Regions from separate parts of the Gossypium hirsutum genome. Here region 1 is linked to region 2. Evidence: chromatin contacts called from public Hi-C data. All regions are on one chromosome and are shown on one strand. The core of a region is the stretch at or near the end of the contact, and the rest is flanking DNA. Distances in the headings are between cores, read along the strand shown. Region 1 holds the start of LOC107892854 (peroxisome biogenesis protein 5). Region 2 overlaps LOC107952995 (a long non-coding RNA gene).

The links. Hi-C and Micro-C count contacts between places; a contact is called where the count stands out from the background.
Region 1: a Hi-C map of leaf shows a contact between it and region 2, with 2.6 times the contacts expected there. The contact joins the promoter of LOC107892854 here to the enhancer-like site in region 2. A contact is called at or near these places in 5 of 34 Hi-C or Micro-C datasets (callus, cotyledon, fibers and 1 more).

What each region holds. Positions count from the first base shown.
Region 1 is chrA07:29,745,222-29,750,157 of Gossypium_hirsutum_v2.1, forward strand. It overlaps LOC107892854 (peroxisome biogenesis protein 5), which reads left to right and starts at 2,210. Exons shown (of 5, transcript XM_016817909.2): 1 at 2,210-2,378.
Region 2 is chrA07:29,558,585-29,563,510 of Gossypium_hirsutum_v2.1, forward strand. All of the region lies in intron 3 of LOC107952995 (a long non-coding RNA gene), which reads left to right. Among protein-coding and RNA genes, the nearest start is that of LOC107952995, 4.7 kb to the left of the region's middle. Within about 2 kb of position 3,572, at least 1 of the 9 cell types and tissues checked has an H3K27ac peak or open chromatin away from gene starts, as enhancers often do. A contact at or near this core is called in leaf, where this site is marked.

The sequences.
Region 1 (4,936 bases), core at 960-3,459, 190 kb after region 2:
CAAGCGATGGTGGTTTCCTACTTTCCCTTCACGCCCTAGAGGCTGGGTTTCACATACCCCTTCACCCATTTTTCTGTGGCCTCCTGCATGAATATAGGATTACTCTTGGGCAACTCTGTGGGTTCTCCTAGTGGATTGCAGCGTCGTATTTTATCGATTGCCTTCACCAAAATGAAGCATCAGAGCTCGCCATTTTCTAAAGTCTATATATGTTGACAGCTCAGAATCGAAGGCATTGGCCAGGTTTCTATTACTTCTCTTATTGCAAGAAATGCGAGACAATAATTGTGAACCAGTGTTCTAACCTTCGGTTAAAATGGGAGAAGTATATCAGAGTTAGATATAAGGTTACAGACGGGTTTGGTTTTTCTATGGAGTGGTCCATGCCAAGCCAAGATATGTGTTTGTTTAAACGGACCATAGGGATAGGCTGTGGGAAAGTCAACTAGAAAGGCTTCGCACAGGGAGTTCCTTGATCATCAAGGGCTTCGTCACTGTGAGGAATGTTTGTTTGTATTGCCTGAAGGGACGCAGTCCTAATAGGTATATGTTATGTAATAGCAGAGATGTCGCCGAAGCCTTTGGGACAATTTTTGAAAGTCGGTAATGGCCACATGGAATTTATGATAATATTAAAAGTGAAGACTTGGGCTAAACTTTAACCAGTCTTTAAGATGAGCCTGTGAACTACTTCTATAGTTACTGTAGGATAAAACCTCATCCATGAATAGTGGCCTCATCGCAAGTAGAAAGGGTTGTTCCCTTTAATTTGTTAACTGCTCCTACTAATGTTAGGATTGTTGTTGATGCACACATTGATTGTAGCTCTGGGAACAATTCGAATGAGACTAACAGTACTTATCTTGAAATCAACGAGGCCATGAACATTGATTCTTTGATAAGAGACGCACGTAAGAAGCGCAAGACTATCGCAAGGGCTGTGAATGTTGCTTCTACCACTACAGCAAAACAAGTTTTTAACGATGTTTTTAACGGCGTTTTTAGCGACGCTTGGACAAAAAACGCCGCTATAGATTGAGTATTAGTGATGCTTTCTAAAAAACGCTGCTATAGGTCGACCATTAGCGGCGCTTTTTGAAAAACGCCGCTATAGATCGAGCACTAGCGGTGCTTTTTCAAAAACACTGCTATAGATCGAGCTTTAGCGGTGCTTTGTAAAAAAAGCCGCAAAAACATTTTATTTGTCTATTTATTATTTAAATGATTTATTTATATTAATTAAAATACAATTTATTTTTAATTGAATATTTAAATTCTTCAAAAAAAATGACACGTACAAAAATTTAAAAGTAAAAAAATAGAAAAATATATGTTAAAAATGAAAAAAAATTAAAATACTATTATTTAAAATAATTTTAAAGTTTTTTGGGTATATGACTGATTGTTTGTCAATTTATATATTAAATAAATTCTTATGTAATAGTAAAAGAGATAATATTAATTTTAAAATATTAAAGTAATTATCATTATAGTTTAGGGTTTAGGGTTTAAGGTTTAAAAGTTACTATTTTAATGTTTATAGATTATGAGTTTAGGGATTATGGTTTATAATTTATAGTTTAAGGGTTAGGGTCTAGGTTTAGGGGTTAGTAGTTAGGAGTTAGGGGTTAAGGGTTATGGGTTTAAGGGTTTAGGGTTATATTTTATCGTTTAGGGGGATAAAAGATAGAGGTTAAGGGTTTAGGGTTTAGATGAATTAGTGTGAAAAATATATGTTAAAAATTTAATATACTATTATTTAAAATAATTTTAAAGGTTTTGTGGGTAAATGACTGATTATTTTTTAATTTATATATTAAATAATTTCAAATTTTAAAGATTTCAAATTTTATCTAATTCTTTTAAATATTAGTTAAATTTTAAAAATATATTTATTTAAATGAAAAAATTTAAAATAATATTATTTAAAATGACTTTAAAATTTTTTGAGTACATGACTGATTGTTTTTTAATTTATATTGCTTTTAATTTTTATATTAAATAATTTTAAATTTTAAAGGCATTAGCGGCTTTTTTTCATAAACGCCGCAAAAGGTACAAAACTTATTTTGTTGTAATCGAAACGGCGCCATTTTATTGACTTTTTAGTGACGGTTTTGGTAAAACGACGCAATAGGTCGGGCTTTAGCGGGGCTAGAAAAACACGCTGCAAAAGTTTTTTTTTTAGACAAAACGACTTAGTTTTGCTGTCCTCAATTTTATCCCGACCTATATACCCGAAAAACCTAAGTTTTTTCCCTAAAAATTTTCCCCCAAAACCCTAAATTTTCCCCAAATCAAAATCCCAACCCATCTCTGCATCACCGGACCCGACCATCTGCTGCGTCGCCGTCGCACACCTCTACCGCAACCAATCGGTAAGCAAGACATAGCAAGATTAACCCAAAACCCTCACTTAGCTCTTTTTGCCATCTTCTTCTCGGTTCTCATTTGCCTCTTTTGGCGGAACATCCTATTGTTTCGAGGGGTTCCTAATCCTATTTTTTAAAATAAAAAAAATCTTTTCCTTCTCTTTAATTTACTTTGATTGATATAATCATCTGGAAAAAGTGTTCATATACCCTCATGCTGGACCATATGCATATGCATGAGCTTCCAATAATGGAAAATTCTCTTCCTAGAAATTCCTTAATTGGTGCTTTGCATTTGCAAAAATTACAGGCTCGACTACCTGAAGCACGGGTTATTTATTGCTCTGCAACTGGGGCATCTAAACCACACAATATAGGGTATATGATCAGGCTTGGTCTTTAGGGAGCTGGGTTTCCCTGATTTCCAGAGTTTTTTAGGTTTAATCTTTATGCCCTCTAGTGACAGTTTTTTTCGTTCCATATTCCATTTTTTTATACCTTGTCATATTCCAGTCAAATATTTTGTACAACCAATAAAATTAGTACAATTAATTAAGGTTATGGTTTGTCAGCAATGGGAAAAAAGGAATAAAATTAAGGGTTATGGTGAGGAAGAATGTACAGTGATAACTAGATTGTTTTTTGCTCACATTACATTTAGGTTATCTGTTGACTGGGAATTAATTTATTCTGTTTTCATGATATTTCATCTGTAGTTTTCAAAATACTTATAACCCCTCCCCCCCCAAACAAAATCAGAATTAGATATTCATGATTCTTTACATTTTAAGTGAATCTGTTGATTTTAAACCTCGAGGGTATGTCAATATTAAACTACTGAACCTTAGCACATCAAATACTTTCGGTTGGAAACTCTACTCACCACCTGCCAATGATATTATGCAATATCAAGTAGCATCATTTAGCAAAAGAAATTATGGATTTTAACTGAACTATGCAAATGCCTGATGATTCTTGTGCTACTGTGTCTTTAGACTTGGTAAATTGATTCTTTATATTTGAATCAATTATCCCTGTGTTTTTTATTATGTCTGAATTGATTTTAGTTTGTCTTTGGCATTATTTTCTGTGTGAGGAAGCATGATGATTCATCGACCATTTACAGGATTGTCTGGCAGTGAAAATTGTCTTATATTGGTTAGAAACTTTTAGATGTTGTATTATTGGCTATTAGAATTTTGTATGAATGGTGGTCTTCAAATCCTTACTTTTATAGGTGGTTTTGTTGTCTAAGATGTTATTTTTTTCTATTGCTGTTTTTTCATCTCGGTTTTGCATTTGTAGTCCATAGATAGAAATTGGTTATGAATGTATTTAGCTGATTCTTTTTTTGCTGCTGAAAACAAAGATGTGAATCAAGAAAAAGTACAGATGTTTTATTCCATATATACTTGTTAAGAAGGGGTTTTCTTTATTTACAGCCAGAAAATTAATTCATTAATACTTTGAAAAATTTTGCTTATTACTGCATTGAAATTTGTTTTTAGTGCAAATTAAAGTTTTTTTTTTAAAGCATGTTTGTTGTTCAAAAATGTGAATTTGTGCACCATTGAATTATTGTCTTAAAATTGACATTTTATTAATTTTATTTAGCTATATTCTTTTTCAAATTCCCTGTTTTCTATTTTCATTCTTTCAGTACACATTAGCTTCTCTCTCTCTCTCCATAATTTTTTAAAAATCCCTTTTAAGTATCTCCTACAAAGTGCTAAATCTACAGCAATATCTCTCAGTTTCCCTAGTTGTCTTTTCAAGTTTTAGATTTTTTGTTTCTATAATCGGATTTGTTTTTTACTTGAATTCATTATTCTAGAATTGCTATCTAGTATTTTATTTTCCCTGGGAAAGTTTGAAAATGCAATGCAAGATCAGATTTAAATAGCTGAGAGGACAGACGTGACTTTGAATGGAAGACGAAAGTGTAAAATATATGGCAAAAGATATCATGAACATATTTAGACTAAGTTGATGTTTCTAAATTATTGTTTGTCATTTTCATTCTTAATATTATATGACTCTGGTTTTTTTCTTCAGTGAGAAGGGGGCATTTTAGTTAATATAAAAAAGAAAGTCAGGAGGGAAAAGTGAACATTTAGAACCAACCAGGTGGTTAGTGTCTTTTAGGGTTCTTGAGAAGGGCGTTTCTGGTTTTCACCCTTAATTTTGTTGATCAATGTCATAGCTGTATGATACATGATGTTGAAGTCAAAAGTCCATGTAACATTGCTAAACATTGAATTTTAAGCACTAGAAATCACTTAATAAATACCATATCTAACATTGCAATTAGACAAAATAATGAAAAAAAATTTATTATGCTAGTTGCTTTACTACAATTCTATTAGCATGGTGCAACAATAATGATAAATTTTTCCAACTCTCTATGTATTTCACTTTTGTCCTTGTTTTTGCATATGATTAATTGGATTTCTAATCTCGGCCCTTTCTCTTTTCCTCTGTTGGGTTCGCAAGCATTATTTTGAATATGTACCATCACATATTTTTTTTTCATATTTTTGAATTCCCTGTCATATTAAAATTTT
Region 2 (4,926 bases), core at 2,322-4,821:
TGATACTCTCGTAAAACATCTTTTAGATTATTAGTTACTCTAATTGTTGCGTTCTCAAAAAGAATGCAATTATTTGCAAACAATAAGTATGTAATTGGGGACCTCTTCGGCAAACCTTTGCTCCCTTTATAGAGCCTTCCCTAGCTGTAAGCCTCATCAAAGATGATAATCCTTCACTAAAAATTAAAAATAGATATGGGATTAAAGGATCACCTTGACGCAAACCCTCACTGGGCTGAACTTTTCACCCCTCACCCCATTCAAACAAACAGAATATTTAGTTGTTTTTACACATTTCATGATTAAAGACACAAAAGACTTTGCAAATCCCATTTTTTGCATGACTTTTTCCAAATAAAGCCACTTCACCTTGTCATATGCCTTACCCATATCCAGTTTTAAGGCTAAGCTCCTATTATTACCTATTCTCTTTTGTTTTAATGTTTGCATTAATTCATAAGCCAATAGAATATTATCAGTGATGAGTCTGCATGGAACAAATGCGCTTTGCGCCTTATCAATGCATTTATCAAGAATTTGTTGGAGCCTATTAGCAATTGTCTTAGCGATAATATTGTACATAACTGTGCATAGACTAATAGGTTGGAAATTCTTGAGATTGGTAAGATTTGCTACTTTCGGTATAAGTTCAATATTTGTTATATTAATACCATCAATCGGCTCTCTCTCATTTAAAATCTTGAGACAAAAATCACCAACTTTTTTTCTAGTAATATTCCAAAATCTTTGGAAAATAAAGCTGAAAAGCCATCACATCCAGCTGCTTTTGTTGGTCCCATACTTTGAAGTGCTGAAAAAACTTCATCACTAGTAAAAGCTTTACTTAGCATATCATCCATAGAATCTGAGATGTGTGTACCTATTCTTGAAAAAATGTATTCAAGATTACCAACACCTCCGGAAGAGAATAGATTTTCAAAATATGGTTTAGTCACCTCGTCCATTGCTCTTCTATTAGAAACTAACTGACCATGTTCATTCTTCAGTTCTTCAATTCTGTTTCCTCTTCTTCTATGGGAAGCAAAATTGTGAAAAAAATTTGTATTCCTGTCTCCTTCTTTCAACCAATTCAGCCTAGCTTGTTGCTCCAAATATTTCTCTTCTTTATCAATTTCCAAATTTAAATGGATTTTAGCTTCGATTAAGTCAGCCAAGTTGTTAGCCGTTCTTTCTATTCCATCAAAGTATTCAATACGGCCTAATAGGTTTTCTGTCAAGCCTCTCCTTGACTTCCTGATTCCCATAGCCCACCTTTGCAATCCTTTGCCAACCAATGTTAATTTCTCCATTACTCCATTAGACAGTGTCCAAAGTTTTTTTACTTCCATCTCACGCGAATCTTCCATAAACCACCATGCTTCAAATATGAATTTTACCATTCTCTTAAACATCTCTTCAATTTTTGTTTGTAAAAAGAAAAGACAATGGTCCGAGAAAGAATGAGGCAAATGTTGCATTTTAAATTTAGGGATTAATTCTAACCAATTTTTGTTTGCAACTCCTCTGTCCAGTCGTTCTTTTATGTTTGTTGTTGAAAGATTACCATGTTCCCATGTAAACTATTTTCCAGCATAGCCCACGTCTTCCAGACGACAATCATTAAGAACTTGACAAAATTTTTCCATTCGGCCTTCATCCTTTGGTAAGCCCCCTTCCTTTTCAAAAGCATATAAAATCTCATTGAAGTCGCCACAAACTAACCAATTTGACTCATGTTCTCTCCCTAATCTCCTTAGAATATCCCAACCCTCGTTTCTTCCACAAGCCTCCGATGTATCATAGAAGGCGATCAATCTCCAATTTACCCTAATTTCATTGTCCTCAATATTGACATCAATATGATGTTTGGAAAAGATTCTTAAATTGATTGTTACATCACTTTTCCAACCAAGACTTAACCCTCATCTCATTTCCACTATCGGAACATCAATACTATAAGTAAATCCACACCATTGTCGAACACTTTCCATTCGGGAATTATTTAACTGTCTCCATAAAGAAGACAATTTGAGGATTATATGTTTTCAGCATATGTTGAAGTCTTCTAACGCCATGTGGACTCCTTAATCCATAGACTTTCCAACTTAAAATTTTCATTGTGTCCAGCCGGCTTGCCCATTGGTAGCCGCCAATTTCTGATTTTTATAATGGGTTTCTCTTCGTTCCCCTTGACCATCCACAACTATATGACTTCCTGACCTAAGCCTCTTTTTTCTTTCCTCGTTCTCTAATGGAATCTATTACATATCCTCTATCATATCTTCCATCTGTCCATCACTTTTACCTTTAGCGCTAAAACCCAGTTCTTGACTCAAATTAATAATTTTACAATCATCTTTCTTACCAATCCCCCTCCCAAAATTATTTCCTATATTATCTTCCCGTAACCAGGCGCTTCGAGTAATACTCGTCCTCCTAGGTTGAGCCCTAAGTGTAGTATCCCATCTAAATTCCACTTCTCTTAATCTTATGTCAATCCTTTTTTGACAAAATTTGTCTACATGTCCCAAACATCCACAAAGAAAGCAAAACAAAGACAATTTTTCATAACGAAATTTTACTAAAACCAGATCTGAATGAGGGATCAAAATCTTCTTTTTCCTCGAGTGGATTTCTAATATCAATCTGAACTCTAATTCGCATATAGTTTCTAAAGCCTTGATTAAGCTGTTCGGTGTCATGTTTCAAAAATTTGCCAATAAAATTTCCCAATAATTTTGCCACATTATCAGTAAAAAAAACCCGGTGGAAGATTATGAATTTGTACCCAAAAATCAGAAAAAACTAATGGAACAGAACTCGGATCCTCACCATTTTTTAATTTATAAAGGATAAAGAAATGATTATTAAAAGTCCAAGGTGTTCCACTTATTACCTGTTCCAAATCAACCTCATAGAAAAATCTGAATAAATACATTTTTTCTCCAAGTTCAGAGATTTGAATTCCCCCAACGGGTGCCATAAATTAGCCATCTTATTTTTCATGGCCAAAAAATTAACCTCAGTTGCTGTGAGGGCACATCCAGCTAAGCATAAATCATATATTGATTGTTGAGGTCCTTCCTCTGCTGCAAATTGAAGCCCTTCGTCTTCGTCGTCTTCTTCATCCAGACTCAAATTTGCCAAATCAATATCCACTAATGCCATCTTCAATCCTGTGCACTATTTTCCAATGAAAAAAAAAGAGAACTTGAAATTTATTGTCGACAGAAATTGCTAATCACCTAATCGAAATCTCACATTCAAAACCCTAGACTTTGCTAGCCAAGACCGTGCCACTCATCGGACAGACTTAAAAAAACAAACAAACAAATCTTTAAAGCTAAAAAATAAAAAGTTTAACTCTTTAAAAATAAAAAATGAATTAAAATATATTTTAACTTTTATAATTTTACAGAAAATGATACTAATTATTTCAACATAGATGGTACGGACAGTTTGAATCGACATATTAAATTTGATGAGGTATTTTTTAGGCAGAGTACAAACCAGTCAGTTTTCTATACTTCATGCTTCCAACCACTGGGGACCACACAGATTCCTCCGCAACCAATACATCATTCGCATTAATCCAGTCCAAGATGTTATTTTACATGAGAAAAACACTTACCAATTCCTCTATAGATTATTACCTTCAAAATCAACACTCCTAGCTCAATCATAAACTTGGGAGTTTGAACATTTTGATATCTTATGCACAAGTCTGAATTTATGAGCTCTTTCACAAATTTAATAATTATTTAAAATATTACTCTTAAATAAATTTAGATAAATAGTTGTTCAAGTTCATTTGAACTTAGACAGTCATGTATCTTTGTTCATTGTAGATATTGTTTTTAATAATATTTAATAATTTTTATTGTTTTAAAATAATTTTTTATGTCCAAATTTATTTTGGGCTTGAGTTTTTAAATAATTATTTTATTTAGTAATTTTTAAAATATTTGTCGATGTGGCAAATATAGTACACCATATGTCATTGTCGGGTTGTTTTGTCAATCATATATTACTTAATCACAAAAATAGGTAGAATTTTTAACTGAATCACCAATTTTCTCTTTAATCTAAAATATAATTATTAATTTATATATTTTTTTTAAAAAAAATATAAAATACAATCTAACTCTTAATATAGAGACTTTTATTATACTTAATTTTCTCTCATAATTATCAAATTCATTTAGATTTATCTACTCCAATCCATAGTTTTACTTGTGCATCACTCGAAAAAGGAAAGTTTAAAAGGTTATTTGTACTTTAATTCATTAAAGCGACAATCCAAAAAGAAAATAAATAAAGTAAACCTTCAAGTCTGATAATATTGCACTGATACATAGCCGCTGGGACTAAAATTTAGAGACGGAAACCTATACCAAATGATGTTTTACTGGAAAGTGATTTTGGTGGGAGATGTTTAAGGTTTCCGAGTTGATTCTATAATATAATATTTAATGTATTATCGAATTTTAGACATCATAAATAAATAAATAATAATATAATATATCATCATTTAAAAAAAATAAAAATGAGTGAAAAGTTTATAAATAAATAATAATAATTTAAATATAATTAAATATTGTAAATAAATATTAATAATTATCGAGGTTTTAAGGTGTAAATATTTTTTTATCATTAATTAATACTTAATTATGTTTAAATAAAATTGTTAGGAACTCTTATATTGTTTTCATTTAATGATGATATGTCATTTTTTCAGTAGAAATATATTATATTATTATGCATTGACGGTGCATAAGACTTAAATATTATTCTCATAGTTATTTAAGTTGAGTCCAAGAAATATGGGTTTAAATCTTTTCCTAGCTTGTCCATATATGTACTAATAGTTAACTCAAACTCATTAGAACAATCCACATTATTATTTTAAAATTTTTTAATAAAACT